Regions from separate parts of the Anas platyrhynchos genome. Here region 1 is linked to region 2. A link is a contact called in public Hi-C data. All regions are on one chromosome and are shown on one strand. The core of a region is the stretch at or near the end of the contact, and the rest is flanking DNA. Distances in the headings are between cores, read along the strand shown. Region 1 holds the start of ABCB9 (ATP binding cassette subfamily B member 9). Region 2 overlaps HIP1R (huntingtin interacting protein 1 related).

Region 1 (4,934 bases), core at 1,560-4,059, 37 kb after region 2:
TGCTGTGCCGGTACCGTTTCCACCCCGGGAAGTGATTGATGGTGTTACCAACCCCACAAGGGGGCACTGGTCCTAACCCCAGCAATGACACCCGTCAGGACGGGACATGGGGCTGCCAGGACAACCTTCCCTGGGGGGCCCATCCCCTGTGCCTGTTCCTGCTCCCCACCACCACCACGGCCTCGCAGCGCCAAGAAGCACCGAGACACCAAAACGCATCCCTGGGTGCCAGCCCCCGCGATTACCTTCCTATGGCAAGCAGCGACATGACCAGCACGGCCGTGGAGAAGCGGTCCATGCTCTTCTGCACCACGATGCCGTCGATGGCCAGCCCCGTGTAGTAGGGCAGGAAGGTCTCTCCTGTACGGGAACACAGGACGAGAGGTTACAGACCCACCACAGGACCTGCATTCCCAGCCACGAAGGCCCTTGGCCAACCCCATCCCCACCACGGAGATATTCATACCTCACATGAGATGTACCAGGAGGCACAGCCCTCAGCAGCACACAGAGATGTCCCATTTCCCATTGCATTTTATCCTCCACTGTACATTTTGCCCTTTTAACCATTCCCCCAGCCCGTTTAGGAGGTGTCACCCATCTCAGGAGCCCCCCACGTGGCTCCTTCCCTCCCGACGAGAGGCAGAGCACCCCACGTCCCCCTCTAGCCCCTTTGCTCACCCAGCGCGGCCACCAGGAGGAAGAAGGAGGCGATGCCCAGGAAGAAGGCGTCCGGCTTGGTGTACGACAGCAGCTTGTGGATGGTGGGACCCGCCGCCTCCTCCCTCTTGTCCCGGGGGGCATCGCAGCTCTCCTCCGCCTCGGTGCGGGACTCGGAGCCATGCCCCAGTGCCTCGCGGGAGGACGTCACGCAGGCCAGCAGCTGCCACAGCCCGAAGGTGGCCGCCAAAGCCACGTAGGTCCAGGCAAAGAGCCCCCAGAACCAGGGGTCCTTGATGGTCCTGCGCACCTCGGAGTAGAGCAGCAGCTTCACCATCATGTAGATGCCCATGAGGAGGCAGACGACAGCGATGAAGGTCCGCGAGGCCCTGAGGCGCCGGGGGCCGTAGGCTGTGTTGGTGGCCACCCCGATGGAAGCCCCCAGCAGCACGCAGCTGCGGTAGAGGCAGCCCCCCCAGACGTCCAGCAGCGAGTTGAAGATGTTGAAGTGCCGCAGGTCCTGCAGGATGTCCCGGCCGCCCCGGCCGTGGGCGTAGAGCAGCGTGGTGACCACCACATCGACCCCGCTCAGCACCAGCGTGCTGGCCACCGCCTTCCAGGCACGCATCCTCCCGGCCGGGTTGGGAGCCACTGAGGCGGTGGGGGGGGACGGTTCTAGTGCAGGGAGGACATGGCCACAGTGTCCTCTGTGTGGGGTGAGAAGAAGGGGATGGGGTTGGCATTCGCCACCGGGAGGTGGTGGGGAAAGGGGAGCAGGGTGCGAGTGCCTGTAGGGGAAGCCATGCCAGCCGCCCAGCATCTTGATCCCAAACACCGCTATCTGTTCCTTCGTCCCCTCCTCTTCCCCTCTGTATCTCTCTGAAATATTTCATGGAATTGGAAGCCCAAATGAAGACAAATTCCCCCTCCCACATCTCTCCATCCATCCTAAATCCTGAGCCTGAAACCTCCCCTTGCATCTCAGTGGGAAACTTCATCCTCGCTTGCTGTGATGGCCCCAGGCCCACCCTGAGGTCCCAGCTGGGCAATGCCGGGACATGGGCACAGGGCCACGGGGCCAGGACATCTGTGCAGCCCTCGTGCCCTGCACTATGGAGCCGTGTGGTTATTGAACACAGATATTTGGGATCTGAGGGTCCCTTCCTGCTTTCCCTGGGAGGGAGCTGAAATCAAGCACTTGATCAAAACCCTATGAAACCGTATCAAAGCAGAAGGGAGAGCAGCTCTGCTTTGTAACAGCTTCTCCTCTTCGAAAACCAAAAAAAAAAATGCATTATCTCCAAAAAATGCATTATCAGTGATGTCTTGAGGCCCCTTCCAACCCCTACAATCCTGTGATTACAGCTCCAGGAGCCACAGCACCCTCCCAAATAACCATTTGGGGCAACCCTCCGAAGGTGCTGCATAAAATTCGGAGGCTGCATAAAATTCATTAAAAAAATCACGAGGGAAAACTACAAAGCAGCTGGAAACCCACGACCGCATCCCACGGGAGAGGGAGGCTCCGAGGCGGGACACCGCCCTTGCTACCACGCGGAGCTCCGACCCCACGCAGGGATGCTTGGGACCGGCTCCGAAGTGACATAAAAAGCAGTAAAAAAATAAAAATAAAAAAGCGGGACTTCCTGAGCTATGCCCAGAGGTGCTGCGCTTCAGGACGAGGCAGCGTGACCGATCCACGCGGGATCAGCCCCGTGGAGCAAGGAAGGGCCCTACAAAGGCCCCCCGCGATCCGTGGGCACCGGGGCGTTGCGGGGTCCACGGAGAGCCCTTTTGGGCTCTCCGTGGACCCCGCAACGCCCCGGTGCCCCTGTATGGGGTCTTGCCCCACCCCAGCATCCTCCCACCCACCTACCCGCACAACCCACGCAGCAGCTTTTCCCCGCGCCGCACCCCCTTTTCCCACCAACCACCACCTCCGCCCAGCCCTCCGTGCTCCGGCCATTCCGTAAAAACCCTCAAAACCGGCGCGGAGCCCCCAAAACCCTCCCAAATCCCAACCCACGCAGCGCGCCCCAGCCCCGTTCCCTACCTGCGGCGGCTCCGGCGCCGGCGCGCCCGCTGCGGGAGAAGGTCGCGGGTGGGCGGGGCTTATCCCAATAGGCCACGCCCACATCCCCCTTAGCCACGCCCCCTCGCTGCGGCGCTTTCCCGCCGGCGCCACCGTGTGCCGGGAACGGGGGGTGACCAAAGGGGAGGGGGGCACCGGTGTCGCCCCCCGGTGTCACCCCCCCGGTGTCCCCCAGCCCTGCACCGCCTTGGCCAGGGAAGCCTCAGGGTCCCCCCCCGCACCCTGCAAAATTTCACAGAATTTATTTTATTTTTGGGTAGGAAAGAAGAGGGAAAAGATGAAAGGGCCCTAAACTGGGCTCGGTGGGGTTTTATATGGACCCCAAATACAAGGAAACGTCAAACCCGGCTTGATGGGGTTTTAAATTAGCCCCTAATAATTAACCCCTACTACAAGGAGTGCTGCGAGGGGTCTGTTTTCAAGAAATTCGGCTTATAAATGTTTTTAAGCCCAGACAAGCTCGTGCCAGCACTCAGCCTCTTCCCTGCTCAGCTCCCAGGTGGGGGACAAGTGACACCGGGGTGGCCTGGGTCAGGGGTCCTAGCACGGGACTTTAACAGGGTCTGCAACCCCGGCAGTGCAGGATCTATGAGATTCCTGGAGTTCACCCCCCTGTCCGGGGTGGAACAGAAGGAAGAAGGCAGTTTTCTCCGCCTGGATGACCAACAAATGAGAATCTTGCATTTCGTTGTCGATTTTAATTCTGCTACTGAGTGCTCACAACTAAACAGCTCGCTTCAAGCCATCCCCACGGCCACAGGGATGCAGCCAGACCTGGCGTGGCTCTTCCCGGGTCAGGCTGCCAGCGGGGAGGGCAGATTTAAGCTGGAGGAAGCAGACTGCGACCTGGTGAACACCGCCTCCTTTCTGGTCCTTCCCCTTTCTGCCCCCAGATCGCTCCCCAGGCCTCAGTGCACTGATTCCCGTGTTCCAGGAGGAGCCTCTCGGCACCACCGAGCCCCCTGCTGCCCCCAGATGAGGATGGTGCCACTTCTCTGTGCCGTAGGGATGGTCCAAATCCGGACCAGGAAGGGATGGAGCAGAGCCCCTTGTCTGAACCTTCCCTTTCCTCGCTCCCCAAGACAGAGTAGGTGCGTCCACGCGCTGGGCTCCCACACAGCTGGGACACGACCCTCGGGAACAGTTCGCTCTGCTGGCCCCAGCCCCGCAGGACCCCCAGAAACGCCCCAGCAGTTAACTGGTTTTCTTCCCCCCGGCCATGCTCTGCTCAGGCGGCAGGACTGTCTCGATTTGGAAGGACACAAACTGGCCCTTCTTCAGTTTCTTGAGGGGAGAGGTACCGTTGCTCCCAAACACGTTGTCTTCCACTTTGAAGGCGAGAGAGGGCAGGCCCCGGCTTTTCCTCTTCATGCTCTTGCGCTCCCGCTTGTAGGCTGTGGTCATGTTGGCGATCACCTGGAAAGCAGAGGAGAGGCTGCTTAAAAATCAGCTCAGCCCTGCTGCAGCTCTGCGGGCAAAAGCTGTACCGACAGCGTCAGCACTGCTGGCGGCACCTCGAGGCACGGGAGGGACCAAACGAGGTCTTTCCACCTCATCAGCCCCAAACTCGCAGAACTCATGGTAAGAAATGACAATTTGTGGCTGTGCTCAGAGTTCTCCATCAGTAGAGGGCAGAATGGGATCTAGGCTGGAGCTTCAGGAAGCTCCGAGCACCTCCTGTCAACCACAGCTCCTGCTCCTGCCCCGTTTGCAGGTGGTACCAGCGACCCGGACACCAGACAGGGCAGGACACCTCAGTGTGACCTCGTCTACCTTTTTTTTTGGCACACAGGTCTCCAAGCACTTCCCAAAGGACACTGAGGCTATTTTTTGAGGCAGGAAACTAAGACACGGAGACAAAACACTTTACCCAAGGTCTCCCCACAAATTAGAGCCAGTCAGGAACTGAACGCTGGCCTCGCTCCCTGAATCCAGCCCACGGGGCCGCCGGCCTTCATGGGGGAGAGCCCACAGGCAAGGGACTCCTGTGGGGTGGCATTTCTGGACAGACAGGGGGCTTGGCAGCAAGACTTACGATTTCTTTCACAGCATTCTGCTGCTCCTGCACGGCAGCTGTGAACGGGGGGAGGCCGTCTGCCTTGCTGGAGCTAACGCCCTGCTCCTTGGAGTCCTTGACGAAATCCACCTGCAAGGCACAGACACGTGGGCGTCACCCTGTCAC
Region 2 (5,338 bases), core at 654-3,153:
GATTTTTTTTTCTAAAGTGACTTTTATTTTTTTTCACTCAGTTCCTATCAGTAGAGTTGTCGGCGTCCTGCAGTTCCCCAAGCAGTGCAGGATGCCCTCCTCGTGGCCTGCTGAGCAGCTCGCCCAGTTTAACTTAATTTGGGATTCTTTTGGGTTGATTTTTATTTTATTTTTTATCAGCTCTAGACATTTTCAGTAAATGTAGCTCTCTACTGTACTGCTTAGACCCTTTCAAAGAACTGTGCAATGTTTTTGAAGTAGGAAACTGCTGGGCTTTTCTTGCAACTGTTTTTTTAAATTCCCCTTTTTCAGGAATAATTTGACTTTGTTTCAGCGTGGGATCAGCTCTCAACAGAGAAGGGGAATTTAGCTTTAACAGGCGTGAGGAACATTTTGTAAGGGAAAAAGCAGGTATTGACACACTGGCAATAAGGATATAAACATTTTTATTTCCTTTTCTATTTTGTATTACTACAGCAACAGCAGGGGATCAGTTGCATTATGTTTTATATGTAAGATAATTAGCAGAATTAAACCTAACCGTGGCCTGCAGGAGCCAGGGGACGTTAAACATGGCAAAGTCTGCAGCAATAAGGGAACGCTGATGGGAAGAGATGGGGGGCAGAGGAAACGTAATCAGCTGTATCTTCTCCTTGAACTACTACCATGATGTAGATTATTAAAGCAGCAATATTTAAACAAGGTGTGGTGCTTGGGCAGCGGTGGGGTTGGCACTAAAGCGTTTTCCAGAAGGTGCTGAATTGCCTCCTGGTGGGGAAGTGCCTCGGGGGAGTTCAGTGATGGTACAGGGGTGGGATGGGTGAGATGTGGCCGTGAGATGGAGGCTCCTCGCTGCCCCTCTGGGCCCCCATGGGCAGGAACAAGACACCAGGAAGGGTTTTGAGCCAGGGTGGCTTTGTGGCGGATCATACAGGCGATGAAAGCTGTGGCTGAAGGCACAGGGCCAGGCACCTGCACCCAGGGCTTGCTGCTGGCTGCAGGGCACCCGCCCAAAGTCAACGGGGAAGTCTTTGGCAAACCTCAAGGTTACTGACAATTTATTTGAAATTGCTTCCGCTTCAGCCTTAGGATGACAGAAAGGAGATGTTTCAAGGAATCTGTTATTCTGCAGGGCTGAGTTTCACTTCAGCTTCTGGCACAACTCAGGTGCACCCATGGACACCTGAAGCAAAGACACCCATAAGAGGGTGAGCACAGCACCTGTGCAGCTAAGAGGAGCAGTGTGAGGGGCCATTAAAAAAAATACCGAGAATCAACATTTTCATCCAGTTCTGCATGACACTAAAGCAATTATAAAATTTGATACAAGCCACAGTACAAAGCATGTACATGTAGTTCACCATTAACAATAGACTGTGATGCTGTTTGTTAGAATTACAACTTGCTATATCTAAAGAATGAAACCTTTAGAAAGCATTTTATTATTCAATAGTGTAGCTGCCTCCTGAAGACCTAAGTTTTCTGCAGTTACACATCACAAACCATATTACCAGGTTATAAACAACCCACCCTGGCAGCGTGGTGAGCTGTAATTCTCATTTCCCAACCAATCATACCCGTAAAGAAGAGCCCACATCTTGAAAATGGGCTTTGGTGTTTGTTAAATACTGGTGTCACTGGGCAAGACAAGCAGCTAGCTGACTCCTGCAAGCTACAGGGAGTGCTTCCCCAGCCTGACAAGGCACATTCTTCCCTGGAAGGCAAAGCAAAGCTCTTATCTGCAGCAGCACTGGAGGAAAGGCTTTAGTTTATTGGGTGACCAATAAATACCACACCGTGCTGTCACGTTACAGCACCAACCGTGGCCAGCCCTGTACTTCTAAGTTTCGTTTCTTCCTGAAACCCTTTCTCTTCACACAAGGAAGTGCTTGCTGCGGTAGCTTGCAGTCTATTTATAGGCAGTGATAACGCTGTATTTGCTGGGAGACTGACGTCACCCTGGCCACTCACACCAGCACATCTCATAATGGAAATATTGATTAATCAAGAATGCTAACTTTCAAATTGTGCTACCGTAAATCTAGCCACAGCTCTATTTAAAGTTTAAAGAATTCAAAAGCAAAGCGATATTGGCTTTAAAAGCAGTCCTGTGGGTGAATGGAACTTGTTCAACAACGCTGCTGTTTCATTATGGTTTACTTAAATCAATACTTGCAGAGGCTGCAGGTAAAGTGACCCGTGCAAGCATGTACAAAGTCAAAAAAAAATAACAGCACAAACTAGCCCCAAATGCCATTTAAAACAAAACTTACGTACTAAAGTAGTTTTATATCAAAATTAAGCTTGCTGTCCATTTTAAGATTGCCTCAATTCCCATTCTTTTTGGAAAGTATTTTCTAGTCATAGCAGTCATGAAAAAAAATAAACAAACCACATCACAAACTGTCTATGCAAAGGTTTAGTCTAAGATTCCATCAAGACGCCCTGCTGTACAGGATCCAATTTGCTAATGAGTTTTAAATGCCATTATTGTATCCGTAGAGCAAGGAACATGCTTAGAACTGTGCCGAGAACAAATTTTACTCACTACTTGCGACAAAAACAGTGGAAAATAACCAAGAGAAAGATGTGAAACATGACAGTCTGCTCCCTCCTACCAAGGGTAGTTCAGTGCAGTTTATTTTTCTTGAAGCAGTTTTCAAGCAGCCTCTTATTGAAGCCCTCCTCTCCCCCCACCCTCTGGCTTCCTCGGCAGCCAAACCTCGTGTAACCACAAATGAGTTTGGATGTGAGCGCACAAAGCAGCTGAAGTTGAGCACCTGCACTGTTAGAGAGAGCGAGATTTAGAAAACACAAGTCTCCCAGATCACTAAGAAGAAAATACTCCATTGAAAGTAAGCACACAAATACAAAATGCTGCTATTACAAGCTTTAGGAAATCAGGTAAGAAAGAAACTTCTGTAAAAATGTTTTTAAGAGCCCTTCAAGCCGTGAGCAGCCGCCACCCACTTGCGGGGTGGGTTATTTCCCTTCTGAGCCTAACCTGCAGGGCACCAGGTAAGTGCTTCTGTGCAACACTGTTCTTGGCACAGGCATTCCCTGAATGGCCCAATTGGGAAAATTACTTGGGAAGGAAAGAAATCTCAGCCAAGACAGACATTTTACAAACACCCCTGGGGTCAGCTGACTTAATTTAAAACAGCACGATGCAAAGAGGCTGCATATAGCCCGTGCAAAACATCACTGGTAGTGTGGGACAGCTAACAGACACACACACACAGAGCACCCCAAAAGGCAGCATAGCATTTCCACAGCACAGTCAGCCGGGGCACATGAGTGTCATAAAGCTTCAGGTGAGAAATCAGAAAAAGAATTTCAAAAGAAATCAGTCTAAAAAGCACCCCGTGCTTCAATCACAGTGACAAAGACTCAGAAGTAAACAGGCAAACCTGTAGAAGATTCTGTCGGGGTTGATTAATGTGCAACTGGAAGAGGACTCAAATTAGAGGAACAAGTGTTACAGTAGGATGTGTATAGGTTTGTGTGACCTCCAAAGCCAACTTCCAAAGAGAAGGGAGGGCTCAAGACATGAAACACTACCTGTGTCACCAACACACCGCTTGCAGCTTTTGTGTTAATTTTTTTTTTTGTTGTTATCAGTTACCCAATTGACATGTGGGTCCCCTACCTGGCAGCATCTCACTGCACTGGCTTTCTCTCCTTTGGCTAAGGAACAATCACACCTAGATCAATGGTTTAGCACACAGTGGCCCCATGGAAGGGCATCTGAACACCCCCGTTTCGGAACAGGCACTTCTCGAGGCTTGGTGCATACCTCCAAACCACGGGCATTGCTGCAGATTCTTAGGAGAGCCGCGTTAAGGAGCTGCAGCTTTTACATAACACCACCTCCTTCCCTCGCCCACCTGCACTGAGTCAGCACAGCAAGCTTTCTGTAGTTGTAGTTCCCTATTTCTGCATTAGCAGAAGGTGATCAAATCTCTGCAGCCACCACAAATGGAACACATCAAGAAGAAAAAAGGAAAAAAAAAATTAAAAAGGGATTTTCTCCCCTATATTATCATCAGTTATTCTGCAGCAGGACTTCTATTTAACATTGTTATTAAAATGACGTTACAGAAAATTACATCAGGTTCTTTCTGCTCTCTGACTCATATTCCTAAATAATTTTGGTTGACTCATTTCTTCTCACTTGGCTGAAATCTAAGTTTTTCCTCTATTAACAAATAAAAGCGGGCTTCCCCCTTCTCTCAGCTTTTCCAGGCCAAGACTAGACACTTCCACTGTTCTAGGGAAGCGCAGGAAACAAAACTGCAGAGATTTGACCTGGCAAAACAGCCCACCCACCTCTTCGCTATGATTAAGATGTGCAGAACCTGAGTATACGTGTCCTGTATCAGCTGCACACACAACGTATATCCAGCCACTAAAAACACAAGCAATGGATTTATTATGAGCAGTTATTTTCCTGTAAATTTAAGTTCCACATTCAGCTACAACTGTATGTGATGTATATACATCATTAGTATTAAAAAACATGAGCATTATCTCCACCGTGATTGAAGGAAGCCGCAATGGGAACATGACACCAGGAGATATGATATTTTATTTAAAATCAGACCACAGTAGATTACAGAAAGACTTATTATGCAAACAAATCCACTGTACATTTCACAACTTGCTAGGCATATAAAATTGCCCCTTTATTCAACTGTCCAGCATTACACAAAGAAACCATTCAGGTGCAGGACGACTCTACCTCCTCTGAACTCAACGTTTGCCAAGTAGCTCTGTGTTCAGGCTCGAGGAATTGTCAGCTGGAGCTCTACGTCTAATTCACTATTCCAGTTTGAGAGGGCAGAAACATCCACAAGAGGTGGAGACTGAGGTTACGAAGTGGGAGCACTAAACAAAACGGCCACCCACAACTGGACTGTGCCCAGGGCCCTGCCTCCTGGAACTGCATCAGAGCTTGTATCCTAAAGAGTCCCTCCAGGGTCACGGTACAACCGTGACCCGTGTGGATCAGCTGTGTCGGAACAACTGACTCCGCTTCCTCCGAGAGACAGCACTGAGGTGCAGCAAAACTCAACCTAGAGTTAGACCCATTCAATGCTGACCATCATTCCAAAAAAAACCCCAACAACCCTAACCACACACAATTGAATTAGTCATAACTTACAAAATCTGCGTACAAAAGACTGGCAAACGTAATGCCATCATTTTCAGAGAGCATTTTCAACCCTACCAACACTCTAAAGCCGTGTTACACATCAAGTTTAAAAGATTTTTCTCCGCTCCAATTGCTTTGGGGAAGTATATGCTATTTGCAGCAGACATGAAAAATCCTCAAGAC

What was found. Hi-C and Micro-C count contacts between places; a contact is called where the count stands out from the background.
Region 1: a contact with region 2 is called in a Hi-C map of F5 follicle, with 2.0 times the contacts expected there. The contact joins the promoter of ABCB9 here to the enhancer-like site in region 2. A contact is called at or near these places in 4 of 8 Hi-C or Micro-C datasets (F5 follicle, liver, skeletal muscle and 1 more).

What each region holds. Positions count from the first base shown.
Region 1 is chr16:3,235,622-3,240,555 of IASCAAS_PekinDuck_T2T, forward strand. ABCB9 (ATP binding cassette subfamily B member 9) reads right to left here and starts at 2,810. Exons shown (of 12, transcript XM_027470031.3): 1 at 2,714-2,810; 2 at 682-1,367; 3 at 246-360. The coding sequence starts at 1,288.
Region 2 is chr16:3,199,333-3,204,670 of IASCAAS_PekinDuck_T2T, forward strand. It overlaps HIP1R (huntingtin interacting protein 1 related), which reads left to right. Exons shown (of 31, transcript XM_072024602.1): 31 at 313-702. The coding sequence ends at 318. It overlaps VPS37B (VPS37B subunit of ESCRT-I), which reads right to left. Exons shown (of 4, transcript XM_027469816.3): 4 at 4,571-5,338. Among named protein-coding and RNA genes, the nearest start is that of VPS37B, 17 kb to the right of the region's middle. Within about 2 kb of position 1,904, at least 5 of the 8 cell types and tissues checked have an H3K27ac peak or open chromatin away from gene starts, as enhancers often do. A contact at or near this core is called in F5 follicle, where this site is marked.